2 separate regions of the Pan troglodytes genome follow, and region 2 is linked to region 1. A link is a contact called in public HiChIP or PLAC-seq data. All regions are on one chromosome and are shown on one strand. The core of a region is the stretch at or near the end of the contact, and the rest is flanking DNA. Distances in the headings are between cores, read along the strand shown.

What was found. HiChIP or PLAC-seq counts read pairs in DNA pulled down with a chosen protein or histone mark.
Region 2: an H3K4me3 HiChIP or PLAC-seq map of stem cell-derived excitatory neurons shows a contact between it and region 1, with 2.5 times the contacts expected there. The contact joins the promoter of ZNF184 here to the promoter of POM121L2 in region 1. A contact is called at or near these places in 1 of 7 Hi-C or Micro-C datasets (induced pluripotent stem cells) and 1 of 1 datasets of contacts at active chromatin or transcription factors (stem cell-derived excitatory neurons).

The regions. Positions count from the first base shown.
Region 1 is chr5:33,276,369-33,283,961 of NHGRI_mPanTro3-v2.0_pri, reverse strand. POM121L2 (POM121 transmembrane nucleoporin like 2) reads left to right here and starts at 3,450. Exons shown (of 1, transcript XM_054686645.2): 1 at 3,450-7,593. The coding sequence starts at 5,271.
Region 2 is chr5:33,435,651-33,443,243 of NHGRI_mPanTro3-v2.0_pri, reverse strand. It overlaps ZNF184 (zinc finger protein 184), which reads left to right and starts at 2,721. Exons shown (of 6, transcript XM_001136729.7): 1 at 2,721-2,905; 2 at 3,445-3,590. The coding sequence starts at 3,584.

The DNA of each region.
Region 1 (7,593 bases), core at 2,201-4,700:
ATAAGGCAGTGGTTTCCCAAATATTGGGTTTTATAGTTTTAGCTCTTATATTTAGCTCTTTAATCCATTGAGTCAATTTTTGTATATGGTGTGAGGTAAGTGTCAAACTTTATTCATTTGCACATGTCTGTCAATTTGTCCCGGCACCATTTGTTGGAAAGACTATTCTTTTCCTACTGAATAGTCTCGGACTCTTGGAAAAAGTCAGTTGACCATAGACATATGGGTTTATTTCTGGCCTCTCAACTGTAGATTCCATTCATCTATATGTTTATGCTTATGGCAGTACAACATTGTTTTAATTACTGTTGCTCTATAGTAAATTTTGAAATCAGGAAGTGTGAGTCTTTCAACTTTGTTCTAGTTTTTCAAGGGTTCCATGCAATTGTAGGTGCATTTTTAGGGTTGAAGAAATTCCCTTCTATTTCTAGTTTGTTGAGACTTTTTAACATGAAAGAGATCTTTTGAGATGATCATGTGGTTTTTGTTTTTTATTCTGTTGACATGGTGTATCATATTAACTGATTTTCAGAATTTAAAACAATCTTGCACTTCTGGGATAAATCCCACTTGGTAATGATATCTAGTTCTTTTATATGTTGTTGGATTCATCTTGCTGGTGTTTTGTTGAGTATTTTTATGTCTGTATTCATAAGAAATATTGGTCTGTAGTTTTCTTTTCTTGTGATGGCTTTGCCTGGTTTTGGTATAAGGATACTGGTACTGGCCTTGTAGAATGAATTGAGAAGTGTTTCCTCCTCTTCTGTTTTTTGGAAGAGTTTGTGAAGAGTTGGTATTAATTCTTTTAAGTGTTTGGTAGAATTCAACAATGAAGCCATCTAAGTCTGGACATTTATTTGTATATAGTTTTTTTTATTACTAATTTATCTCTTTACTTATTACAGGTCTATTCAGATTGTCTATTTCTTCTTGAGTCAGTTTCAGTAGTTAGCATCATTACAGGGATTTGTCTATTCCATCTAAGTTATCTAATGTTTTGGCATACAGTTTTTCGCAGCTGTCCTTTACAGTCTTTTTAATTCTATATGGTTAGTAGTAATGTTCACTCTTTCATTTTGGATTCCAATAATTTCAGTTCTCTTTTTTTCTTGGTCACTCTATCTAAAGGTTTGTTAATTTTGTTGATCTTTTTGAAGAGCTAGTTTTTCATTTCATTGATTTTGTTGACATTTTTCTATTATTAACTTCATTAATTTCACTGATATCCTGAATTTTGCTTCTGTTTAGTTTGGTCTTTTTCCAGTGTCTTAAGGTAAAAACTTAGTTTACTCATTTGATATTTTTCTTCTTTTTTAATATCGGCATTTATAGCTATAAATTTTCCTCTAAACACTAATTTACCTGAATCCCATAAGTTTTGGTATGTCGTTTCTTTATTTTCATTTATCTCAAATATTTTCTAATTTATCTTAATATTTCTTCTTTAACCCACTGGCTATTTAGAAATTTAATTTCCACTTATTTGTGGATTTTTAAATTTCTCTCTGTGTTTGATTTCTGATTTCATTCCATTGTGATCAGACAAACATACTTTGCATTATTTCTATCCTTTTCAATTTATTTGGATTTGTTTTATGACCTAGCATAGGATGTATCTCAGAGAATGTTCCATATGCTCTTGAGAAGAATGTACATTCTGCTGCTGTTTAATGGAGATTCTATAAATATTTGTTAGGTCTAGTTGGTTTATAGCATTCTTCAAGTCTTGTATTTCCCTCCTGATCTATTTCTTAGTTGTTCTTTTCATTACTGAAAGTGGGGCACTGAGGACTCCAACTATTATTTTTGCATTGTCTATTTTTCTCTTCATTTCTGTCACTTTTGTCGTTATGTATTTTGGTGCTCTTATTAATTGCATAGATGTTTATAATTGTGATATCTTCCTGATGGATTAGCCCTTTTTGTCCTTATTTGTCCCTAGTAACATTATTTGTTTTAAAGTCTACTTTGTCTACTCGTATAGTCATTACAGCTTTTTTTGGATGAAGTTTGCATGACATATGTTTTCCATCCTTTTACTTTCAATTTACTTGTATCTTTAAATGTAAATGGTGTCTTCTCTAGACAAAAGATAGCTGAATACTGTTTCTTTATCCACCCTGACAGTCTCTGCCTTTTGATTCAATTGCTTAATATATTTACATATAAAATTATTATTACTGATATATTTGGATTTGTCTGGTATTTAACTTTTTATTTTCCGTATGTCTCATGCCTTTTTGGTTCTTCCTTTCCTCCTATATTCCATTTTTGCATTAAGCAAATATTTTATACTGTAGCATTTAATTTCTTTGATGATTTTTCCACTATAAATTTTGAATTATTTCTTCAGAGGAAATAATTCAATAATTCCTAGGACTTATTTGTCATATACCTTATCAGAACACTTTCAGATTTATACTAACTTAATTCCAGTGAGATATAAAAATCTCAATCCCATATAGCTCTTTCTCCTATTTCTCCCTTTTAATCATATTATTGTTATAAATATTACAACTATAAATATTACAAACCTAACATTATTACAATTATTAATTTATATAATTTTATGTGTTTTAAATAAGGTGAGAGAAACAAAAGGAGAAAAAATTGTGTGTGTGTGTATATATATAGCTTATTCTATATTAATCTTATTATTTATCATTTCTGGTTTCTTTATTTATTCCTATAAATTTGTCTTACTATCAGGAGTTATTTCCTTAGCACAGTGCAGCTTTCTTCTCACCCACCTCCTTTGTGCTGTTATTAGCAGATATATTACATTTCTATATGCTATAGGCCCTCATAGCATATGGTTTTGTACATAATATGCATATTGTTTTGTACAATTACTTTTTGAATCAGTTAAGATAAGAACACATTTATACTGTCTTTTATAATTGCGTGATTACCTTTACCAGTGCTCTTGTTTTAAATGTGTATTTGAATTACCAGATGGTGTCACCTTCAGTCTGAATAATTTCCTTTAGTATTTCTAAGGCAGGTCTTCTAACAACAAATTCTCTGTTTTTGTTTATGTGGGAATGTCTTTATTTTGCTTTCATTTTTGAAAGGTAGCTTTGTTAGATGTAGAACTTTGGGGTGACAGTATTTTTTGCTGAACACTGAATATCTTATCCCACTGCCTCTGGCCTCCATTGTTTCATATGAGAAGTCAGTTGTTAATTTGTTTAGGGTTCTTCTGTAAGTGATGAGTCATTTTTCTCTTGTTACTTTCAAGATTTTCTCTTTGTCTTTGTATTTCAGTGCTTTTACTTGACATATCTGTTTGTGGAACTCTTTGTATAATCCTATGTAGAATTTGTTGCGCTTTCTGGACATGTAGATTAATGTTTTTCAATTAGATTGGGAAGTTTTCAGCCACTCTCTTTGACAATTTTTTCTACTCCTTTCTCTCTTTCCTTTCCTAGTGCTTTCATTTTGTGTATGTTGGTGTGCTTAAAGGTATCCCACATTTCTTTACCACCTCTCCTGCAACCACGGTTGCACTCTGTTTGCTATCTCTATTGTTTTGCCTTTTCCAGATTGTCATATATTTGAAGTCATATGTAGCCTTTTCAGATGGTTCCATTCACTTAGCAATATGGATTTTAGGTTCCTCTATATCTTTTCGTGACTTGATAGTGCATTTCTTTTTAGTGTTGAATAATATTCCATTGTATGGTTATGCCACAGTTTATTCATTTGCCTGTTGAAGGACTTCTTGGTTGCTTCCAATTTTTGGCAACTACGAATAAAACTTCTATAAACATTCACATGCAGGTCCTTATGTGGACATTCACTTTAAGCTCATTTGGATAAACACGTGGATTGTGGTGGTTGAATTGTATTGTAGGACTGTGTTTTAGCTTTGTAAGAAATTGCCATACTGTCCTCCAAAGTGGCTGTACCATTTTGCATTCTCATCAGTAATGAATGAGAGTACCTGTTACTCCACCTCCTCCTTAGCATGTGGTGTTTTGAATTTTAGCCAATTGAATGGTGTGTAGTAATATCTTACTGATGTTTAATTTGCAATTATGGTATCTTACTGATGTTTAAATTGCAATCAGAAGTATTTACTGATGTTTAGTTATATATAGCTAAATATTGACATATAGCATATGTCAATGATGTTTGGCATCTTTTTATACTGTTTTCCATCTGCATATCTTCTTTGGCGGGGTTTCTGTTTAAATATTTTGCCCATTAATTTTTTACCTTATTATGAGTTTTAACATTCTATGTATATTTTGTATACCAGTGCTTCAGCAGATACATACGTATTATGCAAATATTTTCTCCAGTCTGTGGCGTGTCTTTTCATTCTCTTAACAGTGTCTTTCACAGAGCAGAAGAGAACAGGAGGTGGCCTGAGCAAGGGACTGAGCCAAGTGCTTGTGGAGGGCTCAGGTTCTGGGCCGTAAGATGCGATTTCCCATTCGCCCACTCCGGATCTCTGAGGCCACTCCTGACGGCAATCTCCATTAGTTCTTCAAGTGCGAATAGGAAGGAAACCTGGATTCTGCCGCTGGGAGACACAGGTGGATCTCTAAGGTGGCTGTGCGGCAAATGACTGACACCTACTGGCGGCGTCACGATCTGCAAAAAAAAAGAGAAACGCGGAAATCCTCAATCAGCTGCCTTCCCGACTGCTAGTGCCACAAATGCCATCCGGGCGGCACAGCCACCGGTCCAGATCTCCAGTCCTGAGCACCTGCGAAAGCCGCCCGCACTCACTCTGCGGGGTGCGGATAGTGCTCCCCACTCAGACTCCGGGGATCCCGCGGGCCGACGGATCTGCGCCGGGGCCCTGAGCCCCCTGAGCCTGTACCTTCGAGGCCAGTAATAGTCGGAGCCTGGAAACTGTGCACCCACTCGATTCCAGCTCTGCGCCACTTGGGACCACAGGGTCCCAGACAGCCGCTGCCGACGCCAGGGGCGAGGGGCAGTGAGCTTCCTCTCGAGTTCCTCTCCCCGCGCCAAGTACTGCAACTCGCTGCGGAGGCAGCAGAGGTCTGACCGCCTCGCTGAGGTCTCAGAACAGCAAAGCAAGTTACTGGGACTGCCGAAGTCCCGCGTGTCCCCCGTTCCCGCGGGTGCCGGGCCTGGAGAGTGCTAAGCGCCCTGAGACTCGCGCTTTCCTAGCGCGTGAATCCCAACCGTCAACCGAACACTGCGCTCTTCGACTCTGTCCGATTCTGCAGACGTCCGAAACCTCGGAAGCCAAAACCGTGCTTGAACTCACTGCCCGCGCCTCATCTCTCCTCATGGGCAGTTTCCTGAGCAAACTGGAACTTTCGCCCTCGTCCCCAGCCCAGGTGCGCACCGACTTGCCCGAGAGGCCCACGAAACGCCGGCCACCTCAGCACCTTCACCAAGTTCATCGGGTTCAGTTCGTCCACCGCGCCCACCCTGCCCCACGGTATAGACCTGTGAGGAGGCGGCCAAACCTGGATCCTGCCAATCCAACCACGTGGCTGGCCAACGAGGCTTGGAGGCGCTTTCCCATGAAGAAGTCCCAGAATTCCCCCCTGGGGCCTCTCCCTTCAGACTGGTGGGAAAGTTACTTAAAGCGGACTATTTGGTCTCTTCGACATCCCAGGCCAATTTGGAGCCCAGTGACCATCAGGATCACTCCTCTTGACCAGAGAGTGCCCCCTTCCACTTCTCCTGAAGATGTAATTGCCCTTGCAGGACTCCCACCCTCTGAGGAGCTCGCAGATCCATGTTCAAAGGAGACAGTGTTGAGGGCCCTCAGAGAGTGCAGAAAAGGGAAAGGGAGGTTGGAAGAACCACTATTCCCTGAGAGTCTGGACAGTAAGAGAAGGAGTCCAGAGACCAGACCATCGGCATTTAAACCCCTGATGAAAAATGGAACCCTCACTTCTTTTGTGCCCAGGCCTGGGCCGCTGAAGAGAAGTCTCCACTCCTGGGGCTCAGACCACAGCTTGACTAAGAGGCCCAATTGCTCCTCCATGAGCTCCTTGGCCAGCATATACAGAGGTGGCACCCTCAGCTCCAAAAGGAATGCTATTTCCAGCTCTTACAGCTCTTCCAGAAATTTCTCAGACCCTTGGAAGAGAAGTGTTCTCAGTGTGTCATTCGAGACACCAGAGTGGCCAATAAAAAAGGAAAAAAGTTGTCATCGGCCTTACTCTCCAGTCCCACTGGTATCAGATTTTGAGTCCCTAGGAGCATCTGAAAGTTCTGGGCAGCAAAACCAGAAGATTCCACAGCTGCCGTCTAGCCCTGAGAACCTGGTGTCAGAGATCCCACCTCCCCAGCTTGGTTATGCAGTCTCTGATGAGAACTTGACTTTGGAGAAGAAAGCTGAGCTACAGGTAAGCAACAACGCAGGAGAAGATACAACTGAGGTCAACACAGACCCTTTCCCTGAGACTTGGCTTGCTATTCAGCCTTCCTTATCTCTTGCTCTGCCTTCTTCAGAAACAGATCTAACCCAGGGAGCAAATCCTCAGTTGGAAAACTTAAGAAAAATGCAGAAGTCTCTAGGTCCACTGGCCTCTCCACAGTCCACAGGAGAGGCAACCAGTGTGGCCCATTCTCCTTTGAAGACACCCAGCCTACTGACCCCACCTGGGTGCTCACAGTCAGAGCTCCTTCCAGGCACCTCTCCAGACTCAAAGCCCACAGCTACTTTCATCCTGCTGACCCCCACCTCTCCCACATTACCAGTTACTGACACCACCTGGCCGCCTTCAACCTCTCAGGCTGACAGGTCTCCCATGCCCCCAGACCCACCTGCACCACCCACCATCCAAAGTACTTTGCTTGGAATGGTGAGTAGCCCAACATCCCATCTTTCTGCATCTGCACCTCCTGATGCAACTTCTGCTCACCTCATGTTAAAACCGATTTTGGGGCCCCTGCACAACAGCGAGATTGGAAGCTCCTCATATTCCAGAATTTCAGTCACAGCTGCAGCATCTTCAATCTCTTCCCTTTCCACAACTCAGGGTACCTTAACTCCTACCTTCAAGCCTATCTTTGGCAGCATAGATCCACTTAAAACTATGCCCAAGATAGCTCCTTTCTCCTCCAAGCAGACCCCTCCTCCATTTACTCATGCTTCTACCCATCATTTCCATGGCCTGGTCAAGGCCACCTCTGTGGTCATGTCCACCACCCTAGCCAGCACATCTAAAGACTCTGTTTTTAAGCCACCTTTGGATTTTGGTGTAGTGAATGTCACCAGTGCCGTAGGCAACACTTATTCTGTCCCTTCCACTTGCGACACTTTCCTGCTTGGGACTGCTCAGGCCTTCAGGGCCGACTTCACCCCAGCCACAGGATTCATTTTCCCACCACACCACCATCCTACAATTCCTACTGTGCATACAGTCACCATGTTTACCCAGGTCCTTTCCAGTGTTGTACAGATATCCCCTAGAAGCAGCACTGCTAATTTCAGGGGTATGGGCAGCCCTCTGCCTGCCTCTGCCCTAGTATCCACAAACTGGCTTGCATCAACCCCCAGCATCTCCAACCTGACTCCAGCAATCACAAGTCCCTTGGGATCAAGCTCAAGGCCACCTTTCCCACTATCCCAAGGAGCTAATCCCCAGCCTG
Region 2 (7,593 bases), core at 1,472-3,971, 160 kb before region 1:
CAAGATAACCATTCCTTCAGTTTCTAATTGCATGTCATTAATTTCCTTCTGAGACCTTACCATAAGCATATTTAACATTCTTATATTTTAAATTTAATAGAAAATTTGGGGAACAGTTTTAGGTTTATAGAAAAATTGAGCAGAAAGTAGAGTTTCAGTATACTCCTTCCTTCTCCCCTCCTCCCCCAGTTTCTCTATTATTAACATCTTGCACTAGTGTGGTACATCTGTTAAAATTGATGAGCCAATGTTGATAAATTATTATTAACTAAAGACCATAGTTTATATTACAGTTCACTCTTTGTGCTGTATATTCTATGGGTTTTAACAAATGTATAACAACATGTATTCGCCATTACAATATCATACAGAATAGTTTCACTGCCTTAAAAATCCACTGAACGTCACTTATTCTTCCCTCTTAAAATCCACTGAACGTCACTTATTCTTCCCTCTTAAAATCCACTGAATGTCACTTATTCTTCCCTTTTTCCCTCCCCCTAAACCCCTGGCAACCACCAATCTTTGCTGTTTCCATAGATTAGCCTTTTCAGGAATGTTATGTAGATGGAATTATACAGTATGTAGCCTTTTCCAGATTGACTTCTTTCACTCACCAATACGCACTTAATATTCTTCTGTTCTTCCTTTTTGGTAGCTTGATAGCTCATTTCTTTTCCTTACTGAATGTTTCATTGTCTGAATGTATCATAGTTTATGTATTCATTCATGTACTGAAGGACATCTTGGCTGCTTCCAAGTTTTGCCTATCATGAACAAAGCTGCTATAAACATTCTTGGGCACGTTTTGTGTGGACATACATTTTCAACTCCTTTGCATAAATACCAAGGAACACAATTACTAGATCACATGGTAAGAGTATGTTTAGTTTTGTAAGAAATTGTCAAACTGTCCTCCAACATAACTCTAATATTTTGCATTCCCACCAGCAAGGAATGAAAGTTCCTGTGCTCCACATCCTTGTCAGCATTTGGTATTGTCAGGGTTCTGGATTTTGGCCATTTTGACAGGTGTATAGTGGCATCCCATTGTTTTAATTTGCATTTCACTGAGGACATACGTGGAGCATCTTTTCATATGCTTATTTTCCATCTGCATATCTTCTTTGGTGACATCTGTTAGGGTCTTTGGCCTATTTTTTAATCGGTTTGTCTCCTTATTGTTGAGTTTTAAGAGTTCTTATATATTTTGGATATCAGTTCTTTATCAGATATGTACTTTGCAAGTATTTTCTCCCAGTCTGTGACTTGTCTTTTCATTCTCTTGAACTTTTTTTTTTAAACCAATGTTCTCTTCATGGCAATATATGCATTCTCTAAGATGACCGAAGCTTTCTCTATCATGTTCCCTTGACTGTAAATGTTTTTCATACACTCAGTGTTAGGATTTCCAGGTTTAATGTTTGTCAGCCAACAGTCTGAGAGACTTGACCTTGGCCCCTTATCCAAATGCTGGGGATGCACTTCAGCATAATAAAATGCAAGTGCCATGTCTTAAATATAAAAACCTACCGATTTGTTGGATTCTTTTTTTCTGCCAAGGACACAGTGACAGACTGGCCATGGGCTACACTTGCAGCTATGTGCTCGCTGACACAGGCATATAAAATGCTTTACTAAGTGGCAAAACATGGGAATATTATCTCCGGGTTTCCTTAAGCATTAGAAAAACATGTTGGGGCCGGGCGCAGTGGCTCACGCCTGCAATCCCAGCACTTTGGGAGGCCGAGGCGGGCGGATCACTTGAGGTCAGGAGTTCGAGACCAGCCTGGCCAACATGGTGACCCCCCCTCGTCTCTACTAAAAATACAAAAATTAGCCGGGGATGGTGGTGCATGCCTGTAATCCCAGCTACTCGGGAGGCTGAGGCAGGAGAATCGCTTGAACCCGGGAGGTGGAGGTTGCAGCGAGCCGAGATCGCGCCATTGCACTCCAGCCTGAGCAACAGAGCTAGATTTCGTCTCAAAAAAAAAAAAAAAAAAGTTGGTCGCCACTCATTTGAGAGTCGTGAAAACAATTTTAATGGGTAACTACCAGTATTTTCAAAACGACAAAAGAGTAGAACAGAAAATAGAAGGTAGAACATGTAATAAAGGTAACGATTGTTTGCGTTTTAAAACTGTGTGTAGACGTGTATTTCTTTTTTTTTCTTTTCTTTCTTTCTTTTTTTTCTTTTCTTTTTTTTTTTTTTTTTTTATTGTTTTGTTTTTTTGAGACGGAGTCTCGCTCTGCCGCCCAGGCTGGAGTGCAGTGGCGCGATCTCGGCTGACTGCAATCTCTTCCTCCCGGGTTCAAGCGATTCTTCTGCCTCAGCCTCCTGAGTAGCTACAGGCGCGCGCCACCACGCCCGGCTAATTTTTGTATTTTTAGTAGAGACGGGGTGTCACCATATTGGCCAGGCTGAGTCTCGAACTCCTGACCTAGTGATCCACCCACCTCGGCCTCCCAAAGTGCTCAGATTACAGACGTGAGCCACTGCGCTCGGTCAGTAGACGTGCATTTCTTATAATCAGTTCAGTCAGACAAGTTTACAATGCACACGCATACCTGAAACAGGAGCAAAAGACTGGCGGCGAAAATGTGCGGCCCATCGCAGGGCCAAAGTACACGTTAGCTAAAGCCTCTGGGAAATGAAGTTCAGGAACACCTTCGCGGAGTGTTCTGGGAACGCTGGTCCGGTGTGCCCGCCCGGCGCCGGCGTGCGGGGCGGGGCTCGCTCGTAACGACCGGAAGTGACCGTTGAAGCCGGTTGTAGGCGTGGAAAGAGGTTGGCGCTCTGGAAGTCCAGTTGCTTCGGCTCCCTGCGTTAGGTCTGGTGGCGGTCAATGCGCTTCCGGACCCGGGATCGGAGTGTGTGGATCGCTATAGGGGGAGGGGAGCTCAGGTATCACCATGGCAACAGCCAGCCCTCCGGACTCGTGACGTAACCCTTCTGTTTTCGCGCTTAGAGGCCTCTGCAGGAGAAAGCTGGGGAGTCCTCGAAGGGGGCGCACCTCGCCTCCTTCTGTGCGGGGCGGTCCCGCCCTGATCCCTTGGAGGGCTTTGTTCTTTTGTTCTGGCCTAAGGGGAAGTCGGGTGCCGGGCCCCGCCCTGCTTGTCCACCTTCCAGCTTTAACGCTCTGCAACAGGTGTGTCTTCGTGTTATCCGAGCTCGCAGGGGTGTGAGTCACAAGTGTGCACAGAGGGAACACACCAGGTCTGTGGATGCCCCGGCCAGATTCTAGGGTGGGCACCAAGGGTTTTTTGGATCTGAAGCAGAACCCGCGTACCCGATCTCCACTCTGTTTTGTTCATCGGAGTGCCACACACCTCTCTAGTGCTCTCTTGGGGCACTTCTCTTGTGTAGCACCTCTTGGTCACTTTGCAAGACTCTGATGTGTGATTGTGTGACGTATGCTGCTGACGCCATCCTGTGTCTTTTAGGGTAGACAACCTCAGCGTGTTGCAGATTCCCTGCAAGGGGAGTTAGACATCTGAGTCCTAGACCGAGGTACCAGCTGAAGGAACGCTGCCTGGCGAACCCTGGTGTTCAAGTTCCAGAGGAACGGGATGAGCTCCTGAGATGGAAGGTAGTGGGGTCGACTTGGGGGAGAGCGGGGTGATGGAGGCTTGAGAACAGTCATGACTGGAGGATCAAATACTTGAGATCAGAGCAGGAGATTTGGAAGGAAGGAACGGTATGCTTAGGGATTAGCAAAGAAACCGAATTACATTGTAGGGAGAGATTCTGTTTTATAGAGAGATACTTGGGAGAGGAGTTTATTTTTTTCTTTCATTCCATTGGGGAATGAAAAGACATAATCATTCAGAATATCTGTGATCCCCACATGACTTCTGAATATTAAATATTAAAATTATAATCTTGAAGTCAGAAGACATCTTGGCAATTATCCCTTCAATGAAAGAGTCAGTTTTGAAATCTCCTTGGCAGACGGCTGTCTGTCAACCCTATGCCCGAACTAGTGTGGCATTAAACTCGCCATTTTGGGTGCAGACTATTCCCTTGTTGGCTTTCTTTTTTAGTTTCTTATATTAAACAGATGTACTTGTCCCTGTAACTTTTGTGTTGATCTTAGTTCTTAGTCCTCCAAAGAAAAGGAAACTGTCTGTTCTTTCTTTCACACTGCTGCCCTTAAGATATGTGAATTCAGCTGTTACAACTCCTCCTCATAAATTCTTTTCTAAGCAATATAGCCTCACTTCTTTTGATTGGTCTGTGTGATGTATCTAGACCTTTCTCTGAAAACTCTCCTGCTTGTCAGCATTTTTGTTAAAATGCAGTGCCTAATGGTAAACATAGTTCTTTGGATGTGCTTTGAAAAGTACCTGAGAGAATAATGTACTACTTCCTTTGACTCGGATTATACTTCCGCTGTTTGGCATTAGATCACATTTGCTTTAAAAACTATCAGTGATGTACTGTAAACTTTAGATCTTTTTTACATAAACTGCAGTGATCTAGATTTACACCATTTTTGTGTAATGGAATTATTATTATCCTTAATGTCATGACTTATATTTATGACTGTTCAATTTTTTGGTCACATGTTTTAGGCTTTCAGAATGATTATGAATCCTAATTTAGTTATTCAGTGCCTTAACTGTCCTTTCTAACTTAATGCCACTAGCGGATTTGATGAATATTCCTTCTATTTCTTCCTACCTGTCATTGAACAGGTCAGGGTAAGGACAGAGGCTTATGACGTGTCCCTATAGAGTTCTCTCTGCATTGGTGTTGTCTTTACATTCTTTAGGTATGGCTGTGCAATCAAGTTTGGTTTAACCTAACTATTATCATGGAGTCCTTTTTTTGCCTTTGTTAAAGATAATATCATTAGAAGTCTTAACATTATTCATATTAGTCATGTGAATAATGTAGGTTTGGTCCATACTTCTCTTCAATTTTTTGTACTTCAAGTCTTTTTTACAGTGGTTTTTTTATATATATATACTAAGTTTCTCAGAATTAAATCAGCCAAAGTAGTTTCATTAAAAGCCTTTGTTTTTTCTTTATTTTGTGGATTTCTCACAATTTTATCATTAGGATTAACTTTACTGAGCCTCTGTTCCTTGTAATCATAACTTTTGTAGCACATACTGAGCATTTACTATGTGCCAAGCACACAGTTGGTTTCTGTAACTGTTGCTGTTTTTGGTTCTGTTGGTTGCTGTTATTTGGAATAAAAAGCATCTTACCTGAGACATTTCTCTTGATTCTGTTTTCCTAAAGTCTTAGGTACCTGTCTGTGCATTTAGAACATTTTCTTTCACTGTTAAGAGCTTCCAAGATAATATCTTCATTTTTTTCTTAAGACTTCTGTTACAAAACAGTTTTTCTTTACTGGTCAAGATCAAGTTGAGCATAATAGTTCCCTTTATTGCTTCCTCTACTTTCTGAGGCATGACACCATTAATATAAATTAAGAATTTCTTGATTAATACATTTTTTACAAAATGAAACTTACATACTTAGCCAAACAGTTGAAACTGCTTTTCTCCATATTATTCATCACCCCCACCTGCCTAAGCTGTCTATGGCACACTGTTGCCAGCATGGTGCTACTTTTGTTTTTTTTTCTTTCTTTCTTTCGATTTATCTACAATTTCCATCAGGTTTCACACTCAGGATTATTGCATCACATACAATAATCCATCTCTTAGTCTGTCTGTTTATATCAGATCATTTTGCGTAAATTTTACCCAGCTCTCTTTTAAACAAGGCTTGGTCATAAAACCCACACTAGGCCAGTTAGCTGTCTCTGGAATTTGAATCTTGGAACTAAAATTAGATGGCACTGACCTACCCTAATGGTGGTATCCCAAAGAGATTGCCCTTGCACCTTAGTGGTGCAATTTAGATTCCCTGAAATTACTTGGGTTCTGTCCATTTGATTGTTTAGCTTTTCTTTTTATTCTTCATGTTCCCCACTGTCTTTATATTTAGTCCCTTAGTTGATTTCTTTTATAGTTTTAAGGTCTTATGTCTTCCAACCCAACAAGCCTTGGTTAATGCCTAAAATATTGAGTTTCCTTTCTTTTTTTCAGGTGTACATTCACTTGGCTTATTGCCACTATCTCACGCATCTATGTGTGGTCATAAATATCCATCTTGACCCTTACCTGTTTGATTGTTTTTTCTTAGTTTTTACCAAGCATCTCTTACAGCATTGCTAGTCTATTTCATACCTCATGTCTCATTCAAATTTTTTTTTTTGTTTTTGAAACGCTGTCTTGCTCTGTCGCCCAGGCTGGAGTGCAGTGGCGTAATTTCGGCTCACTGCAACCTCCCTCTCCCGGGTTCAAGCAGTTCTCCTGCCTCAGCCTTCTGAGTAGCTGGGATTACAAGCACGCGCCACCACGCCTGGTTAATTTTTGTATTTTTAGTAGAGATGGGGGTTTCACCATGTTGGTCAGGCTGGTCTCGAACTCCTGACCTTGTGATCCGCCCGCCTCAGCCTCCCAAAGTGCTGGGATTACAGGCATGAGCCACTCTGCCCAGCCAGTCTCATTCAAATTTTGTATCCAGAGACATCTTCCCTCACTAGTCTTTCTGCATACATTAAATTTCTAAGAGGAGAAAATTCTTCTTGTCTTACTTGTGGAAACAGGTGTACCTAGTTTGGTTTTCCTCACCGCTATCTCCTCTTCAAGAGGATTTTGAAAGGTATGTTTGTCAGACATTCGCCTCTAGTCTTTTAAAGATGAGGAAATTGAAGCCTAAAGAAGACAAGGGACTTGCATAATTATACATAATTAATTACCAGACGAGTCATTTTGAGAATCAGGCTTTCCTGTCAACCAGTACTCTAAGTGGATTCCCCCAAGAGCAAAGCTTTTTTTTGTTTTGTTTATTAAGGTATAAGTTGTATACAGTAAAGTGCACAAATACTGTACAGTATATAGCTTTTCAAATTTTCATGTATGTATAAACTAGTATAACCAAGATATGGAATGTTTCTAATGCCCCAGAAGTATCTTGTGCCTCTGCCCAGTCAGTTATCCCTCCAGAAGTACTATTCTAACTTTCATTACTGTAGATCAGTTTGGTTGGTTTTTAAAGTTAATATAAATATAGTCATACAGTATGCATTATTTTGTTTTGCTTGTTTTGCTCAACATTATGTTTAAGAGATGCATCCATGTTGTTAATTATGTTAGTAGCTCTTTCTTATATTTTGGAATAATCCATTGTGTGAAAATACCATGGTTGTTTATGCTGTGTTCTGTTGAAAGGCATTTGGGTTGTTTCTAGTTCTGAGATATTATGAATAAATCTGCAGTGAAGATCCTTGTAGAAGTCTTTGGTGGATATAAGCATTTCTATGGATGTAAGGACAGGAGTGGAATTGCTGAGTCATAGGATAGTCATATGTTTAGCTTAGTATAAACTACCAGTTTTCATAAGTGGTTGATAAATTTATACCATATACCAATCTAAAAAGTTCTAATTGCTTTATATTCTTGCCAGCAATTAGTATTGACCATGTCTGTTTAATTTAAGACATTCTGTTGGGTGGGTAGAGTAAGTAGCATATGTCATTATGATATTTAATTTGCATTACTAGCAAAGTT